3 separate regions of the Mus musculus genome follow, and all the other regions are linked to region 2. Evidence: chromatin contacts called from public Hi-C and HiChIP or PLAC-seq data. All regions are on one chromosome and are shown on one strand. Each heading gives the region's core, a stretch centred on a gene start, on an enhancer-like site or on the middle of the called end of the contact. The rest is flanking DNA. Distances are from core to core; before and after follow the strand shown. Region 1 has its middle 50 kb from the start of Gm23351. Region 2 has its middle 68 kb from the start of 4930401O12Rik. Region 3 has its middle 52 kb from the start of Foxq1.

Region 1 (2,700 bases), core at 60-2,559, 170 kb after region 2:
GATGAAGGATGCAGCCTGCTTAGCTCTGTTCAGAGAAAGTAGGTTCTCATTCTAAGCTCTGCCTTCCTCAACAGCGCCAACTTCTTTGAACTCCTACTAGACCAAATCCACAGAGGGGCAACCTAGGGCCCTTAGCAGGCATAAATAAATAAATAAATAAATAAATAAATAAATAAATATTCAGGTAGGGCTGGAAGGAAGCTATGAGCCTGCAGACTTTTTGAATATACACTACATACAGGTGTCTAGGCAATCCCAGGAGCCCAGAGAAAGCAAGCTTATACATGCAATGGCGATATGGACCTTGTGTGGGACGATCATGACTCCCTGGTTGCTTCTGATTCCTCGACCCTTCTATATCTGTGTGGGTCAGCACCGTAGAATGCCATCTAAGAGTGCTGCTTCCCCACTTGAACAAATGGCCTACAGCTACGCAGGTCTTGGTTAAGGCAATATACAAATACATCTGCATACTATTTGAGGTAGCAGTGACATCTGTAAGCAATGGTTCCTTTTGCCCAGGTGACACCCCGATGACACATCACCCTACGAAGTAACAGAAAGGGCTTGCTTCAGCACTCTCCACAGTCAGCAGCTTCACCACACAGCCAGGTTGCTGATCACCTGTGGCTGAATAAACTCAATAATTTAAAATACATATCTCAAATAGCATTCATATCTACTGCTTAAAGTAGATGTAAAATTAGAAACAACCTAGAGTATTTTAGCCCTCCATCCTGAGAGTCTGTGTAGCATAGGAAGGAGGACCATATACTTAAGGGAAGGACTGGCTGCTGCTACTAGCTGTACGATTAAGAGCAGATTAACAGATCTGAGCCCCAGCCTCAGCCATGTATTGCAGACAAGGATTTCTTGACTTCAGGGACAGACAGAGATTTAAACAAGATTCAAATTGGGGATGGCACATAGTTTTTTATTGTTAGTTATTAAATATGAACACTTTAAAATCATTTTTAATTGTTCTAAAATGCAAAGCAGCTGCCTAGATACAATGTTTCCACCTCAATTCATTACTGACAGTAGGGTGATAGTCCTGTTTAGAGTAACTCTGGGTCATCTAGGTGTGACATAGATGAAAATATAAAAGAGACAGAGAGAAAGGCAGGCAGCCAGGCAGGCAACAAGCACAGCTATGGTCTCCCTACAGGAAGCATAGTTTCTTGCCCATAAGAATGATACTTAAACCAACTTGGGTTTTGTCTTTCTGTAAAGAGCAAGAATGCACAGAATGTCCCTAGGCCTGAGTTGTATAACCTTGTCACTTATTAACTGTTCCACTTATCAAAACATTTGCTTGTCTGTAGCCCTGGGCCATTGTCTGCCCTGGGCTTGCCCTGCCCCTCTCCCAGCCTGTACTATCTGTAGCTGTGTGGAGAGCTGTGAACAGCAGGGGTCCAGTCTTGTCTTTCCAGTATCTGCAAAGTCATGGGGTTCTGACCTGGTGACTGTCTAGACATTTTAAGCTCAAACCTCCTTGTAGTTTTCTGACCACTCTCTTGGTTTTTTCTGTCTTGCCATCTGGAAAGTTTGGTTTCTAAGACCACATTCCCCTCCCTGATCAATGTTTGCAAACTTATGGGATGAACTCTGCCCTTTCTCAAAGAGGAACTGACTTACAGGGTATAGCTTTCTTCCTTGTTTAATTTTTTTTAAGTGAAAAATAGACTTTATGCTTCCCTGGTGCCTTGCAGAGCAGACGAGGAAAGCTTCCAAGGGGAAGGAGGAGAGCAGATGCATTTCAATTTGCAGACACATGGCTTCAAGCAGATGTGGATGGCTCCATCATTGGCAAGATATGGGACTAGGTTTCAGAGCTAGCAGGCAGCCATGACAGTAAAGTCATTTCCCAAAGCCAGCTGATCCTAGGAAGTATCTAAAGACAGACTCGAATGCAAAGACCAAGACTGGATGCTAGCATCATAATAGAATAAGCTGAGAGCAAAATACTGGTCTGTCACTCAAATATCTGCTCCCTGGAGTCACAGGGTGTTTTCCTCATCTGCATTTATGTCAGACATTCACAATATTGTTTTGGTAGAAATCTACCCAAGCAATCTTCATGGTGCAGTAATGAAGAAAAGCACTTCCTTTTGTTGGAATCATCTGTGACACCTAAGAGTCCATTGTGTAGAAGTTGGTATTGCAGGCAGTTCAAGCCCTGCAAAAAGAGAATAAGAAAATGACAAGACAGAAGTTCCAAATGCAGAGTTTGCTATCTGGGTGTTTGTTTCATAACATAACAGACAGGCTTCCTGAGCAAGCCCACCTCCTTATGAGGCTGCATAGGGCTCCTTATATGTCCAGTATGGTTTTGATTCTAAAGTAGGTTTAGCAAATGTATCAGGTAATCAGGTAGTGTCTGAATCAATGGCTTGTAAGAAGAAAAGTATCAAGCAAATATATAACCTCACCATATCACTTGGATGGGAGCATATCATGCATGTAGTAGAATGTTCCATTTGTGTCTAAAATGTACATTACATGAGTCTTTAGAGTGACACCTAATGAACTCCTCAGCAGAACTATGTAAATATTCAGTCCCATGGTCTCTAATTACTTCATTCATCATTAGAATGTTCACTTTCTGACCTCATCACAGGGTACAGAGGTAGCCAGCCACCTCTTGAGGAGCTTAGCCAATGTCTGAGGAAGTGCCAAAGAAGAGTCTATGCATCCTTT
Region 2 (2,700 bases), core at 185-2,684:
CAAGGGCCCTGGCATCATGATTTTGAGTACATATTTTCTTAGATGACTTTGGCCTCAGAATTGGTCACCCCAGTAAACTGGTGATGGTTATTTCATCCAACTTCTTAGAAGGTGGTGTGACCAGACCTATGAGTTGCATTCTTGGAGTCTATGAAGAGTTGGACTCCATGTTGTGATTCTATCAAGGATCGGTATCTTAATTGAAAGCAATAGGAGGTGGAGCTTTGGCCACATACTTGAGTATTCTTAAACTAATGGGTCTATATAGGTCTCAGAGCCTGTATAATCCCAGTCCTGGAGCAACACTGGCAGAAAAGAGGCTAGTATGTGGCCTGCAAAGGCTCAAGCTTTTCCATTGAATGAGAATGCATGACCGCAAGACCTGCAGTCAAAAAGATATTCATGTTTTTTTTTTTCTGAAAACTTGGTTGTTTGAGAAATATGAATTATGTTGAGTATACATACCCATGATGATTTTGAATTAGTGGAGTTTTCCTTGTTCCCACGTGAGAAAATGGACCTTGGCAGGTTGGCCTTTGGTTTGGTTTCATAGTCTTGTTCTCGGGCCAGTCCACAGGCTAGGTGATGACATCACACTCTGATCAGTTCTTTCCTCTGGATCCTTGGCATTTGGTCTCTTACCAGGAAGCATTTATCTCTGCGGCATTTTCTTACCCATGCCACCCTGTAATCAGTGGTCCCAGCTGTGACTAGCCTGCTGCCTTCTCTGCAGCCTCTGTGGTGTGCAAGGAGGGAAAGAGTTTCCATCGCTCAGACTTTGGTTAGTTCCTGTCTCTTTTTTTTTTTCTCCATATAATTACCTGGAGACATGTCATGTGTGTTCCAGTGATGAGTTGTGGCATGCAACTTGTATAGGGAAGAATACTGGGAACATGGAAGTGGCAGACAGAAAGTCCTAACCTAAATCATTACAAAGTTTACACTAACCTGCTTGCTAAACAACAGAGAGCCGCTGAGTGCGCTGTTTGTTCTCTGAACACCACGACTCCCATTCCTAATGTCATACAGAACTACCTCCTATCGCTTGCCTTGAATGTGACTAGAACCTTAGTGAACGTATTAACCCCTATTGAGAACTATCAAGCAGCAGACATAGAGAATGCCATGGATAAATCAGCAGTGAGTTTCCCTCCCTCTACTGATGCCATCCTGGGATGAAACAGCAACTGTTTCCAAGGGTGATTCCCAAAGGGACAAGCCATGCTCTGCAGGAATGAGGAGACTCCAGCCTTAGCAGCTCCAGGTGTTTCCTTGGCTGCCTTGGAATCCTGTGAAAGTAAAGTCCTCTGCTGCTCTGAGCTAAATGCTGAGTGTTCCCAGGAGACAAGTGATTTGCTGCCTTGCTTAGAACTGCAGTTGGATGACCCTGCCATTGTTGGGTCTTAGGTCCTGGGCCAGCCTGTGACACTTCTCTAGAATACACAATATGTCTGTTCGCTCTGCAGTTCCCATGCCTGGCTCCTGAGCAGTACAGTCACCTGCACCCCAAACCTCCCTACCACGAGTGCCAGGTGGCCTCGTGACAGCGAAGAGGAGGTACAGGTGCATTGTTAGCATATTTTCCAGAACAATTACTTTTATCAGCCTGGCTTTCTTGTCACAGAATGCAGTCCTTGGCAGGAAGTCACAGGTCTGTTGATTTTACAAGTAAGATAAACAAACCTCCCTTGACACACAGGACAGCGGAATCTGTGATTTCCCTCCACCCACACGGAGCAGGGCAGTTGAAGTCCAGTGGAGCAAAGGGTTGGGTTTTAAATATATGAAGCAAAAGTCAGGCTTTGCTTTCTGACAAGATGCCCCTTTGTAACCAGGAAGGAGTGGGCCCCATCTGCCTCACCTAGGGGGAACTCAAGCCAGGGAGAAAGATACTCAGAGAAAGGGTTGGCCCACTGCCCAGGAACACACTTGGACCTTGAATGGTCTGTTTCAAATGGGTCCCATCTCCTGCGTGAAGTGATTATCTGTGAACCTGAGAAACAAACAGAAGCGCTTTTCTAACTGTGCAATTGATCATGGAAAACTAAGCTTAGATAAATTAGTATCATTTGAAGCCTGTTTAATGAAAATTACAAGCAGCCCTCTCTTGCTCCCAGATGAAAACTAGGGCTGTCTCCCTGTTTGTTGGTCATTGATAACAGAAAATCCCACCAATGCCTTAAGATACAAAAGCAATGCCCAAGCAGGATAGTGTGCACAGGGCAGATGGCACCAGAATAGTGTATCCCTCATGACCCAGCTTGGCCTTTGGCAGTGTCCCATGATAGCAAGACCTGTGTCTTGTTTCTTTTCTAGCTCTCTGTTCTGTTTGTCAGGCTCTAGGTTTTGCTTCGTTCCAGGGACAGCAGGAAGGAAGAGATGTAAGGAAAGAGTGACTGATACCTGCCTGGTGCTGTCATAAAACAATTCCAGGGACCACAGACCTGATGGAGTTGATTCTTCTGTGGGCATTTTCATGCATTTAATGGGAGTGAAAATAACAGTTTGAAGGCCATGAAGGTTTGCTTGTAATTCCCAAAATGAAAATAGCACATTTTTCTCAGAATAATTCCAATCTTTAATAATTTGGATGGCTCTTACAGCAGAAAAACTAGTCAGTAGGTAACAAGCATGCCACAGCGTTACATGGAGGAAGAACAAAACAGAGTTTGTGCTCCACCTCTGTGGTGTGTACCAGCC
Region 3 (2,736 bases), core at 152-2,651, 200 kb after region 2:
ACTAAGATGCAGAGCTGACCGACTTGATGCTCCGTAGGAATGGCCGCTCTGTTGCCTAAGGAGCTTCACCAACCTCCAATCTCCAGGAGCTTTGTCACTTGGTCACTTATCTCTGTCTCATAGAGCAGGAAACCGAGGGACAAATTAGCTCAAGGAAGGTCAGGCTGCAAAATATGGAGCAAAGCCAGATTCTCGCCATGAACACCGATGCTTTGCTGCCTCCTCAAATGCCAGAAAAGTTAGCAGGTGATGACGGTAAGAACAGAATCAGTACTCCACATCAAAGGGCCCAACCACACTCAAGGCTCCCCCAAACCCCAGATCAAAACCACTGAAGAGAAGAAAAATGCCTCTGTCCCACGCATGCGCAGTCTTTCTCAGCCTGCACTCCAATGCAATTCAGGTTAAGTGTTGTTCCCTTGCTTTTCACCGATACGGAGATGAGTGACAAGCAAGACGGGAAGTAAAGTGTGTGAGTTTCCCAAACTATGTCATTTTCTAGAAGGTTTGGTGTCCACGGGAATCCTAGAACCACTTCCCCTCCCTACACAAAGACACAGAGAGTGTCCTTAAGACCTGAGCAGATTCCACCAGAGTTCCCAGTAGCTCAGCCTACCAAGGCTCAAATGCTGTGAACAAGGAGAAAGTTCAAAAAGTATAGGTACCGGGGCTCCCTGAATTCCATCCACTTCCTTCTGTGTTCCGTGCCTCCGGGATGCACAGATCTGTCCTTCTGTGTAGGAGGCAACAGCCAGGACTCCATTTTGAAAATAAGTCTGTATGGTGAAGTTTGTTACATCCAAACACAGTTCAGTTACTTATCTGGAAGAGCTGAAGCCCAGTGTCAGCAGAAGACTTTATGATTCTTGCTGTAGAGCATCACACACGACTGTAGAGTAATACTATGATGGAGGCATCAATATCAACTCCTTTATAACATGCCAGAGAAATGAAGGCTCAGAGAGGTCAAGAAGCTTGAACAGGTGAGGTCACACAGCCAAGTGGAAGAGCTAGGGTGTGAATCCAAGAGTCCACCCCGGAGCTGGCATGCCATGCTCACCTCTGCTTTTTCTATGCCTGGCCTGGAATCAGAGACAATAGAATAGATGGCAGTAGCCACGGAACCCAGGCACCTTGTTCTGAGCCTCTGTGTATAAAGTAGCAGAGAACTCTTGGCTCTGTACCAGAAAGGTGAGCTGAGGGTGAGAGGGAGTTGTTTGTGTAGATTCAGCGTTAGGACAGCTTTAGCCAGGCCTCCAGCTGACACATAGGTGAAGAAGGTCAAAACAATAACAAACATCCTTGGTCTGAGATCACAGGAATTGCTTAATTACACACTGCATTGTGTTATTACAGTGTTCGGTCTGGTCTCCTGTTCACCAGCTCCCGCTGCCTCCCTGGGTGTGGCCTGCAGAAACTTGCGGTTTGCCAAAGGGTTTCCATGTACAATCAGGTTCTCTGGCCTCAACAGTGGGCTGACCTGGCAGAGAACTGCCACAAAAGCCATGGCCAGTGATCTAGAGCTGGACATAGGAGCCCAGGTTGGAATGCAGAGGGGACTTGGGCAACTCTCACATCATTCCCTGCCCAAATGCCACTCTCTTTTATTTTCTTTCTAAACAAAAATCATCACTTTTTGCGTTGCTTGGTTGCTCAACAAGGAAAGAGGAACTGTTTCTCTTCCTTATCGTTTGCTGTTTACATAGTGCACAGAGGCAGCGTCTGGATAGAATCTGTGGGAAGTCCCGTGCTGAACTGGAAATTCTGGCTTCTTAAGTAATCTGTTGGTGAAATTTTGAGGATGAATAGATCATCTTTTCATTGGCTGTCAGTAGAATGTTCACGATTGATGAGGTGTGGGGTTTTGTTCTCAACCCTCTGTTAAAGAAGTGAGGTTATGATAATTTTTCTTTCTTTCTTTTTTTTCTGACACTGGACATTGAGGCCAGTGCTTTCTCAATACTGAGCTCTCTCCATCCTTAATTTGTACTCCCAGGCAGATGTCTTGGTTAGAAAATAACGTACTAATAGAAAACTAAATACAACAAAAATACAGCTGGGCGGTGGTGGTGCACGCCTTTAATCCCAGCACTTGGGAGGCAGAGGCAGGTGGATTTCTGAGTTTGAGGCCAGCCTGGTCTACAAAGTGAGTTCCAGGACAACCAGGGCTATGCAGAGAAACCCAGCCTCGAAAAACAAAAAAAAAAAAAAAAAAAAAAAAAAAAAAAAAAAAAAAAAAAAAAAAAAGAAAGAAAGAAAGAAAAGAAAACTAAATACAAGGACTTTAAACAAATAAGACACCAGTGGAGTTTGGTGACTCCTGGCAAAGATGTCACTTGAGTTAGTCGGAAGGAAAGGAGGCATGTGGCCTTAAGTATAAACTTGGTCCCTGTACTGGCTCTACTGGCTAGTTTTGTGTCAACTTGACACAGGCTGGAATTATCACAGAGAAAGGAGCTTCAGCTGGGGAGATGCCTCCATGAGATCCAGCTGTAAGGCATTTTCTCAATTAGTGATCAAAGGGGAAGATCCCCTTGTGGGTGGTGCCATCTCTGGGCTGCTAGTCTTGGGTTCTATAAGAGAGCAGACTGAGCAAGCCAGGGGAAGCAAGACAGTAAAGAACATCCGCCCATGGCCTCTGCATCAGCTCCTGCTTTCTGACTTTCTTTGGTGGTAACAGCAGTGTGGAAATGTATGCTGAATAAACCCTTCCCTCCTCAACTGCTTCTTGGTCAT

Evidence for each region. A called contact is a pair of places that touch in the nucleus more often than the background predicts. HiChIP or PLAC-seq counts read pairs in DNA pulled down with a chosen protein or histone mark.
Region 1: a Hi-C map of liver shows a contact between it and region 2, with 2.9 times the contacts expected there. The contact joins two enhancer-like sites. A contact is called at or near these places in 2 of 484 Hi-C or Micro-C datasets (liver and nephron progenitors) and 3 of 115 datasets of contacts at active chromatin or transcription factors (extraembryonic endoderm stem cells, pancreatic cancer cells and trophoblast stem cells).
Region 3: an HNF4G HiChIP or PLAC-seq map of pancreatic cancer cells shows a contact between it and region 2. The contact joins two enhancer-like sites. A contact is called at or near these places in 1 of 15 datasets of contacts at CTCF or cohesin (the NIH/3T3 cell line) and 2 of 115 datasets of contacts at active chromatin or transcription factors (extraembryonic endoderm stem cells and pancreatic cancer cells).

What each region holds. Positions count from the first base shown.
Region 1 is chr13:31,476,037-31,478,736 of GRCm38.p6, forward strand. No RefSeq gene overlaps it. Among named protein-coding and RNA genes, the nearest start is that of Gm23351, 50 kb to the left of the region's middle. Within about 2 kb of position 1,310, at least 30 of the 459 cell types and tissues checked have an H3K27ac peak or open chromatin away from gene starts, as enhancers often do. A contact at or near this core is called in liver, where this site is marked.
Region 2 is chr13:31,307,652-31,310,351 of GRCm38.p6, forward strand. No RefSeq gene overlaps it. Among named protein-coding and RNA genes, the nearest start is that of 4930401O12Rik, 68 kb to the left of the region's middle. Within about 2 kb of position 1,435, at least 33 of the 459 cell types and tissues checked have an H3K27ac peak or open chromatin away from gene starts, as enhancers often do. A contact at or near this core is called in liver and pancreatic cancer cells, where this site is marked.
Region 3 is chr13:31,505,255-31,507,990 of GRCm38.p6, forward strand. No RefSeq gene overlaps it. Among named protein-coding and RNA genes, the nearest start is that of Foxq1, 52 kb to the right of the region's middle. Within about 2 kb of position 1,402, at least 45 of the 459 cell types and tissues checked have an H3K27ac peak or open chromatin away from gene starts, as enhancers often do. A contact at or near this core is called in pancreatic cancer cells, where this site is marked.